Linked DNA regions of Mus musculus: all the other regions are linked to region 1. A link is a contact called in public Micro-C and promoter capture Hi-C data. All regions are on one chromosome and are shown on one strand. Each heading gives the region's core, a stretch centred on a gene start, on an enhancer-like site or on the middle of the called end of the contact. The rest is flanking DNA. Distances are from core to core; before and after follow the strand shown.

What was found. Promoter capture Hi-C pulls out the DNA fragments that hold promoters and counts their contacts. Hi-C and Micro-C count contacts between places; a contact is called where the count stands out from the background.
Region 2: a contact with region 1 is called in a promoter capture Hi-C map of embryonic stem cells, with 5 times the contacts expected there. The contact joins the promoter of Htr5b here to the promoter of En1 in region 1. A contact is called at or near these places in 18 of 39 promoter capture datasets (the 3T3-L1 cell line, 3T3-L1-derived adipocytes, the C10 cell line and 10 more), 2 of 484 Hi-C or Micro-C datasets (both in embryonic stem cells), 7 of 115 datasets of contacts at active chromatin or transcription factors (bone marrow-derived macrophages, craniofacial prominence, embryonic forebrain and 2 more) and 3 of 9 other capture datasets (adipose tissue, embryonic stem cells and liver).
Region 3: a promoter capture Hi-C map of the HPC-7 cell line shows a contact between it and region 1. The contact joins the promoter of Ccdc93 here to the promoter of En1 in region 1. A contact is called at or near these places in 11 of 39 promoter capture datasets (the 3T3-L1 cell line, the HPC-7 cell line, cranial neural crest and 7 more), 1 of 15 datasets of contacts at CTCF or cohesin (the NIH/3T3 cell line), 14 of 484 Hi-C or Micro-C datasets (CD8 T cells, DN3 thymocytes, LSK cells and 10 more), 27 of 115 datasets of contacts at active chromatin or transcription factors (T-cell acute lymphoblastic leukemia, astrocytes, bone marrow-derived macrophages and 18 more) and 3 of 9 other capture datasets (adipose tissue, embryonic stem cells and pancreatic islet).
Region 4: a Micro-C map of embryonic stem cells shows a contact between it and region 1, with 2.1 times the contacts expected there. The contact joins the promoter of Tmem37 here to the promoter of En1 in region 1. A contact is called at or near these places in 3 of 39 promoter capture datasets (embryonic stem cells, pre-B cells and stem cell-derived epiblast-like cells) and 2 of 484 Hi-C or Micro-C datasets (both in embryonic stem cells).

The regions. Positions count from the first base shown.
Region 1 is chr1:120,600,998-120,603,905 of GRCm38.p6, forward strand. En1 (engrailed 1) reads left to right here and starts at 1,490. Exons shown (of 2, transcript NM_010133.2): 1 at 1,490-2,908. The coding sequence starts at 2,036.
Region 2 is chr1:121,527,019-121,529,926 of GRCm38.p6, forward strand. It overlaps Htr5b (5-hydroxytryptamine (serotonin) receptor 5B), which reads right to left and starts at 1,447. Exons shown (of 2, transcript NM_010483.3): 1 at 395-1,447. The coding sequence starts at 1,171.
Region 3 is chr1:121,429,514-121,432,421 of GRCm38.p6, forward strand. Ccdc93 (coiled-coil domain containing 93) reads left to right here and starts at 1,554. Exons shown (of 24, transcript NM_001025156.2): 1 at 1,554-1,744. The coding sequence starts at 1,703. It overlaps Gm35243 (a long non-coding RNA gene), which reads right to left and starts at 1,555. Exons shown (of 2, transcript XR_387343.4): 1 at 1,434-1,555; 2 at 1-716.
Region 4 is chr1:120,072,280-120,075,187 of GRCm38.p6, forward strand. Tmem37 (transmembrane protein 37) reads right to left here and starts at 1,501. Exons shown (of 2, transcript NM_019432.2): 1 at 1,433-1,501. The coding sequence starts at 1,453.

The DNA.
Region 1 (2,908 bases), core at 240-2,739:
GAAGTGTAGTTCTGCCAGGATCTCCAACAGGACATTGGGTGGGAAAGGCCTCCTCTGTGGAAGGCTTTCTTGGACTGAAGGCTTCAACAGTCTATTCGTACCCGACCCTCCAAAACAGCTCTCCAGGAAATCTCTCCGGCGTCCAGCATCACCCTTCACTCTCTAACCTGGGTTGAGGAAAAACTTTTGAGGTATTTCACTCGGGAAAAGAGGAAATGCCCAGAATACAGCAGCGTGGAAGCGACTGGAGGCGAAAGTGCTCAGGGCCCCACCCCAAGATGCCCAGGAGTGGGCAGCAATTCCAGCGAATTCAGCTTAGAATTAGGGTAACCCGTTGTTGAATCTTCAGCCGGCCAAGGCAAACATTTGAAGCGCGGTAGTTTTATTGTTCTGATTTTTACTTTGCAGGGAAATCTAACACAGAGGTTTCACTGAAGTTGAAACCCAAACCTAGGCCTTGCAAGGAGGCACATCATGTCGCCTGGCTTAGGTGCTCTTCTGAGACAACTCTACCGGGCTAGGGCAATCCGGATTTCCCTTAGCCAAGGAAGAAAAGGGCAGAATGCACTAGGGCTCTTCTATGGCCTCTGGACGTGGCTCCACAGCGTCCGGACAGCTTGTGGGTGTTGGTGATCCAGACAGGGAAGGGCATAGTTACGAATCTCTCAGCGACAGTGTGGCTAGCCACTGACACAAACCAACAGTGCCAGCAAGGTGTAGCAGGCCTCTTGGGTTTGCCATTAGTGGGAAACAAACGACACCTCTGAAGGTAGCTAGCCCTAAGTCTTTCGCTCATGCCCGATCTCTTGGTTTTTCACACACACACACACACACACACACACACACACACACACACACACACACACAGAGAGAGAGAGAGAGAGAGAGAGAGGGGGGGGGGAGACAGAGAGAGAACGTGGGAATATAAGAATATAAACTAAATCGGCGACCGGGGATGGGGAGGGGGGTGTATGGTATCCCAAATCCCTGCCGCTTCTCGTTGTTCCCAGCACACACGAACCCATAGTCCTGTATTTCTCCAACAAGTTGTGGACTTGCTTCTCTTATCTGTCTACATCCCAAATTCTAGCTTTCTCGGATCTCTTCATGCCCTCTTCAGTCCGGATCTGAAGGGGGGAGGGGCGTGGGCACAAATGGGGGCAGGGCAGGCCGGACGTACGGGGCCTGAGCCTCTGCACCCCCTCTCCACCCACGGCCGCCGCCCCCGGATTATTTATCCGCAAAGTCCCGCGCGCGCCCATTGGGCCGAACCCTGAGTGTCAGCGCGAGTTCTGGCTCGCCATTGGTCTCACACACGTGCGGCCCTGACTCACGTGCTTCCGGTTTGAAGGCAAAAAGTGTGCCTGGGTGATTTTTTTTTTTTTTAAGCGAGAGAGTTTGTGCAAAGATCCGAGCTGTCAGAGATTTCAGGGGGGAAAAGGGAGCCCGGCACTGGCGGAGACGCGCTCTCCCTGCAAAAAAGCAAAGACGATTAAAGGCGCTGCCAGCCTCGCTCTCTGGGCACAGCTGAGCGTGACACTGGGGAAGTCAAACCCCTCTACTGCCTAGGAAGATGGCTAGACTTTAAAGATTATTTTTTTCCCTTTAAGGAAAAAGTCTCGGAGCTTTAAAAAAAATTCCTTTTTCTCTTTTTTTTTCTCCCCTCTTTTTTTTTTTTTCTGAGCCGTGGCTTATCCCCCCATTAAGACCAATCACTGAAATCTTGTTGCTGAAAGAAAAAAAAGAAAGAAAGAAAAAGAAAAGAAAATAATAGCCAAGTGTCTTCACTGTATCTGGATGTCTACAAATTAGAGAGAGGGAGAGAGCGAGATTTGCTCCACCAGAGCGGGCGAGAGCCAGGCCAGACGCTCGCCTTTCTTTTTTCCGCCTGCATCCGCCCTGTGCCTTCGCTGAGGCTTCGCTTTGCCTTCTTCCTCTCCGCGCACCCCCACGGGCCCGCTGGCAAAGTGGGGTGGGGAGCGAGGCGCGGGGGGCGGGGGCCGGCGCCGCGGCCAGGGCTGCCGGGCGGCCGAGCATGGAAGAACAGCAGCCGGAGCCTAAAAGTCAGCGCGACTCGGGCCTCGGCGCGGTGGCAGCGGCGGCCCCGAGCGGCCTCAGTCTGAGTCTGAGCCCAGGAGCCAGCGGCAGCAGCGGCAGCGATGGAGACAGCGTGCCGGTGTCCCCGCAGCCAGCGCCCCCGTCGCCTCCTGCGGCACCCTGTCTGCCGCCCCTGGCCCATCACCCGCACCTCCCCCCGCATCCCCCGCCCCCGCCGCCGCCGCCGCCGCCGCCACCGCAGCATCTCGCGGCGCCTGCTCACCAGCCGCAGCCCGCGGCCCAGCTGCACCGCACCACCAACTTTTTCATCGATAACATCCTAAGGCCCGATTTCGGTTGCAAAAAGGAACAGCCCCTGCCTCAGCTCCTGGTGGCTTCGGCTGCAGCCGGAGGAGGCGCAGCAGCAGGAGGAGGAAGCCGCGTGGAGCGTGACCGAGGCCAGACTGGTGCAGGTAGAGACCCCGTTCACTCTCTGGGCACACGAGCTTCGGGGGCTGCCTCGCTCTTGTGTGCTCCAGATGCGAACTGTGGCCCACCCGACGGCTCCCAGCCCGCCACCGCTGTCAGCGCCGGCGCATCCAAAGCCGGGAACCCGGCTGCTGCGGCGGCCGCGGCCGCAGCAGCGGCTGCAGCGGCAGTGGCGGCAGCGGCGGCAGCAGCCTCGAAGCCCTCGGACAGTGGCGGTGGTAGTGGAGGCAACGCGGGGAGTCCCGGGGCGCAGGGCGCCAAGTTCCCGGAACACAACCCTGCGATCCTACTCATGGGTTCGGCTAACGGTGGGCCGGTGGTCAAGACTGACTCACAGCAACCCCTAGTGTGGCCCGCCTGGGTCTACTGCACACGCTATTCG
Region 2 (2,908 bases), core at 197-2,696, 930 kb after region 1:
GTTGGAGTTCAATCTGGGCCTCATGAGACCCCGTCTCAAAACAACACACACACACACACACACACACTCACACACACACACACACACACACACACACGAGGTTTGGAGGCTCCAGAGCTAGTTCTCATGTACAAGTTTAGAAAATAATTTTCACAGGTGCATATCCCGCAGGTGGTTCTCTAGAAATACAAGCGCTAAGCCACCCCACGAGCTCAAGAGCAGATGGCCTTCTCCCGCGCTCCAGATGCGACATTTCCTCTCCTCTCTTACACACCAAAGTCCAAACTCCGTTCTACTCTTCCATTTTCTATTTTTATTTCTTTCCAGGACCCTTCCTCCGCACTACCCCCACCCCCACATCCACACCGAGAAATCCACAAAGAGTCCCTGTTACCTGCGTGGTGGCAGGAAGCGGTACCACCGCCCGCCGTCTGCGGCCGAATCGAAATTTGGCGGCTTTGTATATTTTCCAGTAGACGAAGAGCACCACCGCCAGAGGCAGGTAGAAGGCTCCGCAGGTGGAGAAGACAGCATAGGAGGGCTCCTGGCTCACCTGGCAACGCTGCAGCCGAGCATCATAGGCTTCGCCCCAGCCAAAAAGCAGCGGGGCGAGAGCAATGAGCGCGGACAGTGCCCAGGTGATCGCGATCATGAGCGCAGAAGCACGGCTCCGGGTGCGCAGCGTGTACTGCAGGTGGCGCGTGATAGTCCAGTAGCGATCCAGGGCGATGGCCGCCACGTTCCAGATGCTGGCGGTGCAGCACAACACGTCGAAGGAGATCCACACGTGGCACAGACTCCTGCCTAGCTGCCAACGTCGCCCAACGGACAACTCGCTCACCAGGCTCAGAGGCATCACCAGAGCCGCCACCAGGACATCCGAGACGGCTGTCGAGGCCACCAAGTTATGTGGCACGCGGTGGAAGGCGCGGACACGCAGGATAGTCACCAGAACTAGCAGATTCCATAAGAAAGTGGCAACGATCAGCAACACCAGTAGAGTCACCACAAGCACGGTGAAAGCAGAGAAGGGCGGCTCGCGGCCAGGCAAGATGAGCCCACCTGGGGTGGATCCCATGCTCCTGCCGGAACTTGGGCTGTCACTGCAGCTCTCGGGTCCCGGAGGAAAGGCAAGGCCGGGAGTGGCGCCTGAGAGGTTAGAAACTTCCATTATTCAGGGACTTGGGCTCTGGGGCAGGAGATGTGCCCGTGGTTGCATGAACTGTGGATAGGTGGCGAAGCAAGAGAAGCAAGAGAGGCACTCCGCGCGCCCAGCAACGCAAAAAGATGTCCAAACCGCGCCACCCTTGTCCCTTTTCCAAACTGCAGCCTCCTTTTGGCGCTTCTTTTGGCCTTTTTCGTGGACCCTCTTTTCCAGATGAGACTCCTTAGTCCAGCTTTGCCCAGCGCATCAAACCGACTGCAGAGGATTGGGGACTGGTGCCTGGGCTCAATAGAGACCTTCCCTGAATGGTTGCTGGAACCAAAGGGCTCCTCGTGTGGGCTGAAATGGGCGGAGGAGTTTTGGAGCCTCCACCAATAGGAGCTGTAGCTGTAGCGCAGTACTAGCGGTCTCCCACCTCCGAGGGGCGGAGAGAAAGCTAGCAGCGGTCGCCTCAGGGAAAAGTTGTTAACATCCTGTTGGAATTCCATAGCTACCACCTCCGCAGATCCCTCAAGTGGACTTGTTGGTTCTGTTAGACACTGAGACATTGTTGGGCTACCAGCCAAAGGCATTGTGGTTTCCTGGAGCCCTGATTCTACCTGTATCCAGAGTAAGAGTCCCAAATATTGGAGTGCATGAAACAGAAAGTTCTGCTCCCCAGCTGTTAGGTGCTAGGTGCTCAGTGCTCTGTGCTCCATCCCAGCTGCTTGGTGCCCAACTCATAGGGAGGGTTTCTTGGACCTTGCAGTTTATCCCTTAGTTTTATGCTAACAACTCCAGGCTGAAGCTGTTGGACAGAGATCTAGAAGAGGGACAGTTTCCAACCTGCTTGCCATGTCTAACTTCAGGTGCTCCACCTCCTTTTGGTTTCTAATAGTCTACTATCCTCTTCCAGTTTAAACCTGAGGTTTTATTGTTGCAACTTTGTTTCTTGTGGTGCTGGGGATGAAGGCAGGGGTCTTGTCCAGGATAGGCAGGCACCCCACCCCGCAGCTACTCTCATTTACCCTTGGGTAAAGGAAAACGGCACTTACGTGAAATTCTCTTCACCCTCCTCCAACATCCCCATTCCATTTTCAATCTCATTCTTTAAATTACTTTTACGTGTGTGTGTGCGTGTGCGTGTGCGTGTGCGTGTGTGTGTGTGTGTGTGAGAGAGAGAGAGAGAGAGAGAGAGAGAGAGAGATCATGAGGAGGTCAGAGAAAAACTAAAGGAAGTCAGTTGTTCCTGTCCACCGTGTGGATTCCAGGGATGGAACTCAGAGCTAGGGAATTCAGATCTTCAGGCTTGGTGCCAACTGTTTTGACCCAGTGAACCATCTTGCAGGCCCCAGTCTCATACTTTAAAAAAGCATATCAAGTTGGATGTGGTAGCATACACCTTTCTTTAATCCCAGCACTCAGGAAGCAGAGGCAGTTTTGAAGCCAGCCTGACCTACACAGTCAGCTCCAAGACAGCTGGGACCACAGAAAAACCCTGCCTCAGAAGCAAGCAAACAAACAAACAAACAAATAATAAAAAGTATATCAAAGTATATTGTATGAAAAAGTCTTAAGTAAAAATAATTGGCTATTTTAAGAGCATAATGTGATTACTCTAAAGCTGTGGCTGTTGGTGGGAGTCAAACAGAAACTTGAGATAGCATCCTTAAGGTTGGAACAAAGGTCAGACGGTTGAGGGTTCACCTAGCATATCAGTCTCGTATGCTGGTGTGTATATGGTTGCAATCCCAGCAGTTGGCT
Region 3 (2,908 bases), core at 304-2,803, 830 kb after region 1:
AGAGTGAGTTCTGGGACAGCCAGGGCTATACAGAGACCCACCCCCCAAAAAAAAAAGAGTTGCCCTAGTCATGGTCCCAAGAATTGCTATCATAGAAGCTGGAGAGATGGCTTGGTAGTTAAGAGCTCTTACTGCTCTTACAGAGGACCTAGGTTTGATTCCCAGTGGCTATGAGATAGCTCATAATTTTCTGTAATTCAGGTACCAGGGGAACCTCATACCCTCGAATTTCTTTGAGCCAGAGGCATGCACATGGTATGTAGGCATACATACAGGCACAACAGTCATACACCTAAAATAAAATAATAAATCTAAGAAAAAACAATCAAAAGTTATCAGAGATATTAAGAGGAAGAAAGGAAGCAAACACAAAACCTCTTTAATGGCAAGAAGCATATGTTTTTCCAGTTTTCCACCCGTCCTTCAGTAAAGATCTCTCCTACAGCAGAAGACTTCATGTCACTTCTGCCTCCATCTCTTACAAAATGAAAATAGGCTGGTAAGCTGTTCTGCAGCAGGTGCTGGGCTGGCAGGAAAAAGACAACCCTTTTGTATAGCTGCCATCCTCTGGGACAGACAAGGGGCACATTGCATAAGTGGTACAGCAGCTAATCGTATGTGATCACCGGACTCTGCATTTTACAAAACATGTCCCCAGAAAGATGCAGGGTGTCAGGATGAGATGGGTGAGGATTATTTTCCAAAACAAAATTTTCCTGGAAATAAAATGCAGAGACTAGGAAGGAACAAATGTAATGATCTCTTTTTGAGTTCTCTGTCCCCAGGTCCACATGTTAATAGCTGGCACAAGAGTGTGTTAAACATGGCTGGAACTGGGTCTTAGCTGGGACTGACTCAGGAGCTGGGAGCTGTCCAAGCCAGGCTTGGAAAGAACCAAACTCAGAATCTGATACCCAGGGAAAGGAAAGGGAGCCAGAAGGCAAGAGATCCTCACGACACAGGGAAATAGCTTTTAAGAAGCTCCGTGAAGGCCAAGAAACTAGAAAGTGGGAATAGTTAAAAGAACTCTGGTGATATAACAGTTGAAGGGAGAAATACTAGAGGTAGAAGGATTTAAGAAGGGAAGGGACCGGCAAGGAGATGGTAGAGAAAAGAGGGTGGGTGTTCAAGTAAAACTAAGGATATATGAAAATGCCATAAGGAAACGTGCTACTTTGTAAACGAAAAAAAAAAAAAAAAAAAAAAAAAGGAACTGATCATGGTGGCGCATTCCTATAAACTATAGGGGAACAAAGTCATCCTTAGGAAGTGCTAAGCCAGGCTGGCTAAGACACTGTCTCAAGGAACAAAAAAAAAAGAAAAAAAGAGGAACAATAAGAAAGCATTTTAAGAAAACTTAGGAAAGAAAGGAAAAAGTAGGAAAAGAAAAAAGAAAAAGAAAGAGAAACATTTTTAAAAGAAAGAAAAAGTACCTTAGGAGGAATCTTGAGTTCAGCACCTCCTCTGAGGGGAGGATCGGTTACTCGGGATCCAGCCCCGCCCAGCAGTGCTGGCTGTCCTTGCGCAGGCGCAGTGGTTCCTCGCTTCAGCACTAGTGCGCATGCTCCGCGGGGCCACGGTTCTCCGACCTGCTGTGGTAGTGTCAGCTCCTGTGAAGGAAGTTTCCGCTTTGCACCCCACCCGGATCACAGTTCGGTTGTAGGGCCCGCTCTCTCCGGCTCCACATCAGCGCATCTGGATCATGGGGTTACCCAAGGGGCCAGAGGGCCAGGGACTCCCGGAGGTGAGGACCTCTGTCCCTGACACCCTGGGGTTGCTGGGGAGAGAGGGCCGAGCCCAGGGCGGCGGGCAGGGACCAGCCTGGGGTGGCGGGGACACTGTCTATGGTTGCTCAGGTGTGTCTGTCCCAAGGCGGGCCCTAGGTACCCTGGAGGGGCAGCTGACTGGTCCCCCGGCGTGCCAGGGTGCATCGTGTCGCTGGGTGCAAACTTAAGGGTTCCTGGGTCCTCTGGGGACAGAGGAAACATCCAGATCCCGGCCCAGATGCAACCTCACACATCACGAGGTCCCCGGGAATTCCTATCTCGGGTTGTCTGGAGGCCCCTCACATTGCGAGACTGGCTTCCCCCGGGCCAAGGCTGCTGCGCTTAGGAGTCTCAGCAGTCACGAGATGAGCGGTGGGACTGTCCTGCTCCCGGTGTGCAGGGGGCGGTGACCTTGGGACACACACCTTCTGCGGGACCCATGTGGCCAGCCTTTCATTCCCTTTTGTCAGGAAGGCACGCTACCTACCCGGCTTGTAGCCTCCTGCCCCTCCCCCCGTCCCACGGGCCGGGGAGGGTGAAGGAAGTTTGGAAGCTCTGCGCACATCAGGGTGATGACAGAGTTGAGGACACTCTCTCCTGTGGTGCCTGTGTCGGGACAGGAACATGCTGCGTGTTCTAAGGAGGGAGGACCTTTTCAGAAATGGTTTAGTCGAGTACTCAGCCAGTACTCATTCGATCCTATGAACAGGACTACCACGTAGGCTGGGAAGAAAAGTGCAACCACTCTCTAACGGTGGGCTACCGTTAGAGCTTGGCTGTGGGATTTCCAGTTGTCCTCCTAGTTGCTTTACTCAAAGCTCTGAGCTTAGAGAAGAGTCCCAGTTTCCAGAGAGAATTAGGGAACACCTCTAAGGCACCTGGATCTCTTTCTAAGGCTGGAAGGCAGGCTTTGGCAGAGGTGTGGTGTGCCTATTTGACACTGTGCCTAGTGCCCGTTCTTATTCAGCTGCGCCGATCTTGCTTCCCCGTGCCCCTCACAAATCCTTCTGTTACATCTTCATCCTACTCATTACAGAGTCGAAGTGTTCTGTGTCCAGGTGATGAAGGGTGGGTATGTGTGGCCCTGGGTTAGGTAAAGTTTCATGGGGTCTGGGTTGTAATAGTTCAGATTTTCTTTGCCA
Region 4 (2,908 bases), core at 251-2,750, 530 kb before region 1:
CCCCCTCTCTCCTTCTCCCACCCCTTTACCTCTTACTGCCTCTTCCTCACCCTCTCTCCCTCCTCCTCCCCTCTCCCTCCTCCCCTCCCTCCTCCCTCTTCCCCTAAAGGGGCTCCTACCTATGGCGGGTTAGTTTAGCTCCTCCCACACCCACACTGGTTTCTGAGTATCTCCTTTAGGGGTGCCCCCACACCTTGGCTCATTCCTCCATTCCTCCTGTGCCTTCCCTTCCCTGGAGATGGTCTGGAATATACCCAGGAACAAAGAAAAACAAGTCACCGAATCAGAGTCCCTACCACACCCTAGCAACTGAGTTCTGGATAAAAGAGTTTGAGGGTGGCCTTGCAAGGTTTTTCTTTTCTTCTTGTTACCAAAAGTGTGAGTGAGGTTCGGAGTTGGGAAGACCTGAATTTGTGTACATCCTGTCACTTGGCTACCCACTGTGGCCAGGTTACTTTCGAGCCTCAGTTATCTCTCTGTAGAATGGGTAGAGCTGTAGAGGTGGCCTATTCTTATAATGCCAGCTACTGGAAGGCTAAGGAAGCAGGGTGAATTGAGCCCAGGAGTCTAAGAGCATCCTGAGCAACAAAGAACAGATCCTGTCTATCTCAAGCAGTGCTGATAATGATAAAAATAATGATTAATGGGCGGAACAGTACCTAAAATTATCAGGGCCTGAGCACCTGGAGGCAGAGTCAACTGACCTCTGTACTTCTCAGGGCAAGACCGGACAGTGGACAGCCTGGAGCACAGCCAGCCACCGGGATGCCTGGGTGAGCAGGAAGCTGGCCCGCGGGGTAGTGGACACTTCCGACCGCCTTTTGAAGCGGGCAGGAATGCAGAGATTCTCAGCCAACACAAACACTCAGCATTGCTCCAAAAGAAGCCAGATCTTAGGGGAAGCGGCCGCTCCTGTCCTGGGAACCGTTTACCTCGAGTGTCAGGTCCCCAGCGAATCCAGTCCCACCTCAGTTCCACCTAACTCCTCAAACGCGCTTCGGAGGAAGATGATATTTGCAGTCGCCCTCTCAGAAAGTTCTGGCTTCGCGAGCAACGTCCTCGTCCGTTACATAAACCAAGCCTGGCATTTTCTAAGTCTACCCTGACAGTCCGCAACTCTAGACCCCCAGTTTTTAAAGATTCTCAACGACCCCCGAGAAAAGCCTAACTGGTGACCCTGCAAAAAAGTTTGGTGGTCTCTGGTGCTCATCAGAGGCCGAGAAGACCGTGCAGAGCGAGCTGCATTGGGGTAGCAGGTACCCCCCCCCCCCGACCTCTCAGAGGAACCTTCCGGGGGAAGGGTGTCCCAGAAAGACCTGGGCACCTTGGGGAGTTGTCACCCTAACCCAAAGTTTCAGTCACTGAGAGTTCCCAGTCCTCCCCCATGATAGACTGTACCCCGGCTCTGCGCCCCGCGGGTCCCTCAGGTTACCTGCGCGCCGATGGCCGTCATGCTGCGCTCTGGTAGGCAGCGCTGTCGCCTGGCCTAGCTGTCGCACTCGTGCACTTGTGCTCGGCCACGGGGCTGGCCCTCTATCTGGGCGGGGCGCAAGCCGGGGGCGGGGGCTTCGCGGTCACTGGGCTGCTCGGGTTACGCTGACTCAGCAGCGCCCTGGGTCCCAGAGAAGGGGTGAGCGGTGACCCGGCTCGCGATCTTCCCCTGGATGCAGATTCCTCGAGGACTGGGAGATTTGGTTCCAGTCCAAGATTGAAGGGCCAAGAGTCGGGAAGGAGCACCTAGGTGCAAAGTGGAGGATCCCGCCAGGATTCTGGTTTCTACACCGGGTGTGTGACCTTGGACCGCTAGTTTAACACCGCAGAGCCTTGGTTAATAAGTGAGATACTATGTGATTGGCTGGCCTGTTACAAAGCTTTTGTGACATGTGAGTGGACCAGAACCTTCACTTGTCTTAGTTTACTCGTTAAGGAGGATGTGACGGCGTCCTTGACTCCTAGTCCCCTCGGGAACTATCAGCAAACACTAGGTCAAATGTGGTGGCAGATTCCTGTAAATCCAGCATTTGAAGGGCTGATGCAGAGGGATTGCCTTGAGTTAAAGGCCAGTCTGGGTTATTTGAGCAGCCTGGGATACAGGGTCAGACTCTGTAATCACGGAGAGAATGGAGGAGAGGGTTGGGAAGGAAGAGGAGGGGGAGGAAGAGAAAGGACAGGAGGGAGGAGGCGTGGAGGGGTGACTAAGAGCTTAGTGCAGCAAGCAGGAGGCCCTAGATTCTTTTCCCAGCCGCATAAGTAAAGGAGAGTGGGAGGGGGTATAGATGGGTATGCTAAAATACTCCCACCCCCAAAGGGTGGAAGGTGTGGTCTGAGGGCGAGGGTTTCAGCTAGCATTTCCTACTTCCTTCCTCCAGCCTGGGGAAGAAGGTGGGTGGGGTCCTACATAAAATAAAATAAAGTAAGATGCTGACTAAGGACTAGATTAGATGGAATAAATCATCTATCTTGTTCTGGCCAGCAGATTGCTCTCTTGTTTACCTATGGACATTGAAAAGAATACACTTATATCCTCTGGAAGGAGCCATGAGGGAAACCAGGAAGATGCGGCCTCACATGCATTCTCTGCTTCCCAGTTCATCTGATTCCACAGAAAGCTTTGCTCAGCCCCAGAGCCAGTCCTGGGGCAGACAGATAGGGTGTGGACACATGTCCCTGCCTCCTCTTGCTTTCCCACTCTGAGTGAAGGCTAGCTGAGATGCTGGCTGCTGCAAACACACATTGCTGGGCCCCTCCCTGGAACTTCTGACCAGTGGGACCAGGCTGAGACCTGCCGTGAGTGGCGTTAGGTACTGCTAGCTCTGGGTTAGAGCCTGAGCTAAGACTAAGGGCAGTCGGCCAGGTCCATCCAGCCACTTGGCTTTTCTCCATCCACCGGCCTCCTCTCCATGGCACT